Regions from separate parts of the Mus musculus genome. Here all the other regions are linked to region 2. Evidence: chromatin contacts called from public Hi-C data. All regions are on one chromosome and are shown on one strand. Each heading gives the region's core, a stretch centred on a gene start, on an enhancer-like site or on the middle of the called end of the contact. The rest is flanking DNA. Distances are from core to core; before and after follow the strand shown.

Region 1 (2,700 bases), core at 86-2,585, 1.5 Mb after region 2:
GTGTCAAGAAAAGAGGGCTAGGATGTAGCTCAGTGGTGGTTGTGCTTGCCTACTGTGTTTGAGGCCCTGAGTTCAACCTCCAGTCAAGGAGGGCCATACCACGAATAATGACTTCACCTCACACTGGCTGGTGATAGCTGCCGGTTAAATTGGCCCGGGAACATTCACATTGCCATACAGAGACTAGCAAGCTCTTGTCAGCCTCAGTTTACCTTTCCCAGGACACTTAGGAGCAGTAGGCCAGGGCGAGGAGGGGGGACGCAGCAGGTGGATCTTGGTTCCGCTCGGTTCTAGCCCTGCGCCCCTCCCTTCCCGCATCCACGCCTCGTGCGCGCGCGGGGAGCAGACGGCAGCGGCTCCGGAGCAGAGCCAGGAGCTCCGCTCCACTCCCACTCAAGAGAGGGAAACCGTGGCAACGGCGGGGGTGGGGCCGCGGCACCGAGAGGGGGAGGAGAGGGAAAAGCTCACGCGCCCCTTTTTCTCTCAGGGCTCCCGGGGCAAGGCTACCCCGCTCTGATCTCTCCAGCCCTACCTGACAGTTACCCAGGTACGCCAGCCGACCCGCCGGCTCCCGCTCCGTGGGTCGCGTACTCCTCAACCTCCTTTAGACGCCCAGGCACTCAGTTACCATCGCCTGCCTAGCCCCCGAAAAAGAACCAAGGCGAGAGGTCGTCCTGGGCTCCCTCTCCGCCCCCATGCCCCCTGTCCCCCGCTTGGGCTCTCGGCGGGGAACGCAAGCCGGTCAGAGCAGAGCAGAGAGCGGAGTCCCCGGCGCGCAGCCCCCGCTGGCCCCGCCCCCGCGGCCCGTACCTGCCCCACGTCCTCGCTGGTTTCCAGCTGCACGTTGCCGCGGCTCCTGCTCTCACTGTCGCTCAGCAGATCGTCCTCCGAGTCCTCGAGCAGCGACGAGGAGCCGGTGGAGGAGAGGGACGAGGTGGAGAGGCGGCGTGGCTGCTGCAGGTGCGACCCCGCAGCTGGGAGCCAGTTCCCCTCCTGGTCTGGCGGCCCTGGGCTGGCCGGGGTCACATCCTCCTCGCTTGTCACAGTGAGCTGAGGGATCACCGGGGCAGGGGCAGCACGCGGGAGCCCGTTGGGCACTTGTCCCCCACGCCGCTTGGCCCCGCGGGCCCGGGGCTCCCCTGCGGCTGCTGCAGCGGCGACTGCGGCGCAGCGCGCTTCGAAGAGCAGGCGCAGCTCCCCGACGCTCCGGCGCGGAGCCCTCTCCAGCCCGGGGCTGCAGGGCCCCGCGCCCCGTGGCCGCGCCATGCCCGTCGGGCGCCCGGGCAGGGTCATCTCCCGGCACCGGAGCCGCAGCCGAGCCCACCAGCCCGCGGCGCGGCGGGGACTGTAGACGCTCAGCGCCCCGGGCTTGGGACTGCCCCGGGGCGGAGCCTCGGCAACGCCCGCCCGGCCGCGCCCCGCCCCGGCCGCGCCCCCCGCCCACTCCTTTCACTTTCTGAGAAAGCGCGGGCCTCCGGGGGCCCTCGCTGCTGCAGGAGGCTTGCAGTGTCCCGAGTGTAACGTGGAAGTCCCAGGTCCGGCCCCCGCCTTATCTCTAGACCTGCCCTCAAGGTGGCAGAAGGGACCTGCCCCGCACCTGAGCCCAGTGCCCTCCCGCGGCTTTTGAGGGATTCCTTCAATGGGAACCAGAGGTCTTAATCTGCACAGGAAGAAGCTGTGCCCATTCTTTCACTCGCTTCCTCGGGCTCCTTTCCGTGTTCCAACCTTCCTGGTCAAAGTCTTTTGAGTCTCTGGGGCTTTTCTCTGGCCTGGGCCCCTTAATTCGGAGTTCAAGGCCGTCAGCCACCCAAGGAAGCCACACCTCAAGGAGTGTGCCCAACTAGAGTCTGTGGCCAGGGTCGAGCTGAGACTGCTCCCCACCCCCACCCCTCGAAGCTCTCCACTTCCCAGCGGGCAGAGAACAAGGTCAAGAGGCGGAGTCTGACTCTCTCCAAGTATCACAGCCGGTGGTGGCCTGCATTTCCACCGCCCCTCTCCAGCCCCCCACTAGCTGTTTCTTCTCCTCCTCCCCCTCCTGCCCCTTTGGAGCTTTGTGGTTTCAAAAGGAGTCCTTTCGCCTCTCTGAACTGCTGAATCTCCTTCGTCGCGGAGCTGCAGGGTTGCTCTGAGAGTAAAATTTTAGAGATGGGTGTTGAGTGCGTAGCTCAGCGGTAGAGCACTTGCGTAGTACGCGACTAGAACTGGATTCCATGCCCAGCATGAAAGGAACGAAAAAGTCTTGGTGCTCCAAAAATGCGAGTGTTTTTTAGTGTTGTAATAGACAGCCAGTGTCTCGGGCCACCCTATCTTGGCTCACTCCTTCTATCCATCTCCCTATCTGTAAACAGAAGAAAAACTTCACACGGCCTAGAGTTATGGCTGCATACTGAAAAGAGAACACCGATGTAGAAGTTCAGACACTGGAAATCCTTCTTGTCATCTCTGAATGGGTCTCTGGCCTCTGCTTGCAGGTGCTCAGCTGAACTTCAAGGCTACTGTGAGCAGAAGCCAGACTTGTCTGCCTTCCCCTAAAAGAATTGAGGGTCCTGTCATGGAACACCTAGAACAACAACCCTGGGATTGCTGGGGCAAGCCCAGGGTTAAGTATGAGACTTGCCTTTTCTCTCTTCAGCCAGAAGTTAAGAGGGAGGAGGAGAACCTTTCGCAAAGAGAGAAGATCTCTAGATGACTGACTGATAA
Region 2 (2,700 bases), core at 88-2,587:
TTTTTTTTTGATTGCATTGATTTGATGTCTAGTACTCAGTAGAGAAACTCAGGAGTCAATCATGAATGATTTTAGGATTAAGAGGTAAGATGTGTCTCTGTGATTTGGGTCATTTTTGCTCTACTTGTAAAACATTCTAGGATTGGAATTTTAGTTATAACAATAGATCCTAAAATTTTCAGAGCGATTTCGTTTAAGCTGATCCTTTTGTTCCCACAAGTAATGCGTATGAAGACAACATGCTTTGATTTTTGGGTTAGGAGAATATGATCACTGTAATTTATAGCAGCAGAGAGGAGATTGGCTGGTAGGATGCTCCTCTCTAAGCTTGGCTTATTTCAAGTGCTAAACTGGGCATTTATAGAAGTTGAGAATCATGTATGGGCTGTGCCTAAATAATTCTGAGTCTGGAGTAGAGAAAACCGCCTCCATTTTAATGCCTTCTATGTATATTCTTGGCACTGTGCTAGGTGCTTTCCCTCCTGACAGCTGCTTGGTTAGAATTCTAGCCCAGATCCAACGGCTCTTTAAATTAAAATGACAGTGAAACCACATATGTATCTTGAGCTCAGTTCATTAATAGTTGTCACAGCTGCCACACCCTTTATAAGACCCTGACACCATGATTAGGATAATTAAATCTCTGGGCCTGGATCCTTTAGGTCATTGAGTTAGTAGGGGTGACAGCTGTTCTCTTTGCTTCTAGTTTGAGGATTACAATGCTCAGTTCGTTCAATGGGAGGTGCAAAGCGTCTGGGGCTGCTGCAATTCCCTAAAAGAAAGGGCAGAGAGAGACAAATAGGGAAGCTTGAAAGGGAGTGGGAACACGAAGACAATATAAAACAACAAAATCAAAACTGCCAGAGACATAGAGTGGGAAAACGGAAGCCTTTAAATTCAGGCAGAGGTCTACAAATGGGATCCTGATCGACACTGGCAAACCCCACAGAGGCTTCTCTTCCATTTCACCATTTCAGAAGTACTAGCTCTCCTCAATTCTCCTCCTCTTTGCCCTTTCTTTGAAAATCCAGGAGACTCTCCTTTTCCACGGAAGTCAGTGAAGGGGCCGAAGCCCTCAAGTGTGAGTAGTGAGTACCCCCGTCCTTCAGGCAGGGGTTTTTATTTCATGCCCTCTTAATGTCCCTTCGGTTCAAGGATACTGTCATGCTGGCTGTATTAGGGGGAGGGCCTGCGACGTCCATGCTACCATGGAAACACGCCGCCGTGTTCCTTTTCTTACGCTGGGGGCGGGCACTTCACCTCAGCCACCTATCATCCATAGGATTTCCTGAGTGGCAGACAACAGCAGCGAATGGGCGATCCGATATTGCGTGACGTGACGGGAAAAGGGGGAGCTCGCGGCCAGTGGCGGCGGTGGCGACAGTGGCGACCTGGGGATCGACCTGGAGGGGCCTGGGCAGCGTGCAGAAACCTCTAGATCCAGCGCGAGGCACCTCTCGCCGGGATGCCAGGTAGTGCTGCGAGCGGAGCCGAGCTAGCGGGCCGCAGAGGCCCGGGTGGCGGGCTTGAAGGGCTGGCCGCCTGGAGGGGGCGGGGTGGCAAGCATGGCGGCGGTGACGGGGACGGGGTTGGAGGGCCGGGGAGGGGGTGGGGAGGCAGCCGCCGCGGTGGTCCTGAGGCCGCATGAGGGCCGTGGGCTTCCCGCCCGCCGGGGTTGCGAAGAGGTCTTCCCGGGGCTCAGTGGCGTCAGAACGCGGGGAGAGTTGTGTGGGGGATGGAAAGGGGCGGGGAGAAGAGGTGAGGAAGGAAGCGTGTCTGAGGGAAGGTGAAGAGAAAGGAGGGAGGGAGGGGGAGATCGAAGGATCCAGAGGCGCGGTGGTAAATAACGGAGAAATGAGGGCTGGGGAGATGGCTGAGAAAGTGCTAAGAGCGATTGCAAATGTGGGCTACTGGGTAGCCCTAGAATGGTCCCTTTCTCGATCTCACACTTCCGCCCCTTTATTTAGTCTCAGATTGTGTGTGGAAAGCTCAATAGGGTTACTCTTCGAACTGATCTTTTGTTATTCCATTCCAGGGGAGCAGATGGACCCTACTGGAAGTCAATTGGATTCAGATTTCTCTCAGCAAGACACTCCTTGCCTGATAATAGAAGATTCTCAGCCTGAAAGCCAGGTTCTGGAAGAAGATGCAGGCTCTCACTTCAGCGTGCTATCTCGACACCTTCCTAATCTGCAGATGCACAAAGAGAACCCCGTGTTGGTGAGTGAGTGATGATGCCCTGTTCAAGTTATTATTTTTTTCTGACCCCCCTACACCAAACTAACCCAGAAAATTAACGTGTTTAGTTGATTGTTAGCTTTTGGATAAAGTTGGTGGGGAACGAAAAATGAAATCAACGTGTTCTCACCCACAGAAAGGTCCCTGTTGTACTACTTTGTGTACTGTGAGGATCTTATGTGCTCATGTTTTCTAGGATATTGTATCAAATCCGGAACAATCTGCTGTAGAACAAGGAGACAGTAATAGCTCATTCAATGAACATCTGAAAGAAAAGAAAGCTTCAGGTGAGCAGTTGAAGGCTTGGCTCTCTGCAGTGTTTAAGGTCCTGTGGGGGCAGAACGATTTAAACATGCAGTTGAGATTATGTGTAAGGAAGCCTAGTTTGTTATCTAGTGTTCAGTAAGCCTTTGGATACCCGTGATTAGTTTGGTGTTGCCTCCATTTCTCAATTTGTATTAA
Region 3 (2,700 bases), core at 94-2,593, 1.1 Mb after region 2:
AGAGAGAGAGGGGCAGAGAGAGAGGGGCAGAGAGAGAGAGAGAGGGGCAGAGAGAGAGGCAGAGAGAGAGAGGCAGAGAGAGAGAGAGGCAGAGAGAGACAGAGAGGCAGAGAGAGAGAGAGAGGCAGAGAGAGAGAGGCAGAGAGAGACAGAGAGGCAGAGAGAGACAGAGAGGCAGAGAAAGACAGAGAGGCAGAGAGAGACAGAGAGGCAGAGAGGCAGAGAGGCAGAGAGGCAGAGGCAGAGGCACAGGCACAGGCAGGCCGATTTCTGAGTTCGAGGCCAGCCTGGTCTACAGATGAGTTCCAGGACAGCCATGGCTACACAGAGAAACCCTGTCTTGAAAAATCAAAATAAAAGTAAAATAAAATAAAATAAAATAAAAATAAACAAATAAATAAAAAACCCAAACCAAACCAAACCCCACCACCACCACCACCAACAACAAAACCACCCTTGCTGCACTGGCAACACCTGAACGATCTTTAAAATGCAATTTTACAACTACTTGCTGAATCAGCTCTGCATTTCCACCAAGTTCAAGAAGTCATTCCCACACAATCTTTCTCCAAACTTTATGCAGACAAGAATCATCTGCAGGCATTTGTTGAGCTGCATCTCTCAACATTTTATTTGGTGGGTCTGTATCAAGAACTAGAGACCTGCATTTTAACAAGCCTCTTGGGTTATTCCTATGCAGCTGGCCTCATTGGCCACACTGAAAATGCGCTAACACTATTTCTCGCTTAGGATACACAGGTGATGGTCAATTATTTCTACTAGTGTCTAGCAGAAAGAGGCCTTTAATTGATCCAGAGTTGAATGGAGGCAGAAGTGTCTGCGCAAATAGATTGAAGTCCATTTTCTCTCCAATTTTTGCCAATTATATCGGTGAGCCTGAGTATCTTCGACAGTAGTAAACAGGGCAATAACCTGCCCCAGGAAAAGGAACTTGTCTGTCAACTTTCTGAGTTTTCTGTCCCCAGTATCCACGTCCGGAGACTTGGGATGAGTCGAGTTCCAGGAGGACAGCCTCCGGTGGTTCATTCTTGCCAGCTCAGACTTGCCCGGAAGCCAACGCCACCTGGCCAGAAGGATGTACCCGGGTAGACGCGCCTGTGTCACCCCGCCTGGACTACACCCTCTCCGGGATCAGCCCTCTAGACCGATGCCGTCATCAATAATTCAAGGATCGCCTTTCCATTGGCTAGAGCTTCCACCCAGTCGCTGGCAAACGCCCAATGAGGAAGGACCTGAGATCGCTGCTGAATAATGAGCGCGCGCCCGTGACGCAGCGGCTGATGATTGGTCGTTGCGGCAGGGGGCGGACCCAGGAGCGGGCGGCGGCGAGAGCTACTGTCGGGCACAGAGAGCGAGCGACGCGGGTTCTGGGGTTCTTACTGAAGTGCGGCGGCGGCGGCGGCAAGTTGTGGGGCGGCAGCATGTTCAGCTGGATGGGGCGGCAGGCTGGCGGGCGCGAGCGCTCGGGCGGCATGGACGCGGTGCAGACGGTGACGGGCGGCCTGCGCTCTCTGTACCAGCGCAAGGTGCTGCCGCTGGAGGAGGCGTACCGCTTCCACGAGTTTCACTCGCCAGCGCTGGAGGACGCCGACTTCGAAAACAAGCCCATGATCCTGCTGGTGGGCCAGTACAGCACGGGCAAGACCACGTTCATCAGGTAATTTGCCTCGTCGGCTCGCTACCCCTCCGCTAGCGCACGGCCTGCCCTCAGGTTACACTCCGAGCTTGGTGGCCCGTCGCCTTCCCGGGTCCCGTTTCCCAAGGCTCCCTCCCCTGAGACCGGCCCCCAGCGCGCTGCGAGCCCCTTCCTTGCTGTTGCCAAGGCCTTCCTTGAGCCTGTCACCCTGGCCTGGGAGTGCAGGAAAGGGAGAGAAGGCAAGGCTCATCATTAGTGCAACCTAGTGCTGAAAGTGATAATGAAGGAATGCGGCTCCTAGGTGGAGAGGTAACCTTCCAGCACAGTGAGAATGAATGAACGAACGAACGAATGAATGAATGAGTGAATGCCACAGTAGGAGTATTGCCATGCCCTAGGTGCCACGTTCCGCCACAGCGGCGGGGCTGCTATCATCCAGCTTTATGGTCTATAGGAAGTTAGCCTACAGTGTAGCTGCCTCACCAGCCTGTGGACTGAAGGGGAGTGTCAGGTTACTGTTTGCTAGTTTCCATTTCTTCACCCTTGACAAACTGAAAATATTTGTCACGGTCACTCTGTCTCCGGAAGCAATAACCGGCTTGCCCTGCAGTTCCAACCACACAGCTTCCTCTAGAGTGACTCGATGAGAAATAATTTACAATGAAACGGACTGCTTTTTAAATGAGGCGTCTATTTCCCTATCTTTGGGAAGAATCGACGTTCAAATCCTTATCAGACGAAGCAAAGTGACTGAACATTTAAGATCTGGATCCTGAGTTTTGGAATTAGAACACTCATCATCATTTGATGTTCAACAGGTGTTCAGAAAACTGCATCTGTCTTGGGGACATGCCATTTCTTTTAGGTATGACCTCCTTTTTTTCCCCTCCTGTGACCTAAAGAGTTCCAAAAAAATAGAAAAGTTGTCACTACAAGAAATATGTTAAATCCAGGCCTGTAGATACACTGTGAATGAACTCAACAAAGGCAATACACTGTAGTTTGAAATGTGAACGAAGAGAGGGGGAAAATAATGTTGAAAT

The links. A called contact is a pair of places that touch in the nucleus more often than the background predicts.
Region 1: a Hi-C map of CD4 T cells shows a contact between it and region 2, with 5 times the contacts expected there. The contact joins the promoter of Itpka here to the promoter of Trp53bp1 in region 2. A contact is called at or near these places in 1 of 39 promoter capture datasets (liver) and 1 of 484 Hi-C or Micro-C datasets (CD4 T cells).
Region 3: a contact with region 2 is called in a Hi-C map of B cells, with 9 read pairs. The contact joins the promoter of Ehd4 here to the promoter of Trp53bp1 in region 2. A contact is called at or near these places in 1 of 39 promoter capture datasets (neutrophils) and 1 of 484 Hi-C or Micro-C datasets (B cells).

The regions. Positions count from the first base shown.
Region 1 is chr2:119,740,972-119,743,671 of GRCm38.p6, reverse strand. It overlaps Itpka (inositol 1,4,5-trisphosphate 3-kinase A), which reads right to left and starts at 1,335. Exons shown (of 7, transcript NM_146125.2): 1 at 811-1,335. The coding sequence starts at 1,293.
Region 2 is chr2:121,270,044-121,272,743 of GRCm38.p6, reverse strand. Trp53bp1 (transformation related protein 53 binding protein 1) reads left to right here and starts at 1,337. Exons shown (of 28, transcript NM_013735.4): 1 at 1,337-1,472; 2 at 2,036-2,220; 3 at 2,435-2,525. The coding sequence starts at 1,466.
Region 3 is chr2:120,153,218-120,155,917 of GRCm38.p6, reverse strand. It overlaps Ehd4 (EH-domain containing 4), which reads left to right and starts at 1,343. Exons shown (of 6, transcript NM_133838.4): 1 at 1,343-1,678. The coding sequence starts at 1,443.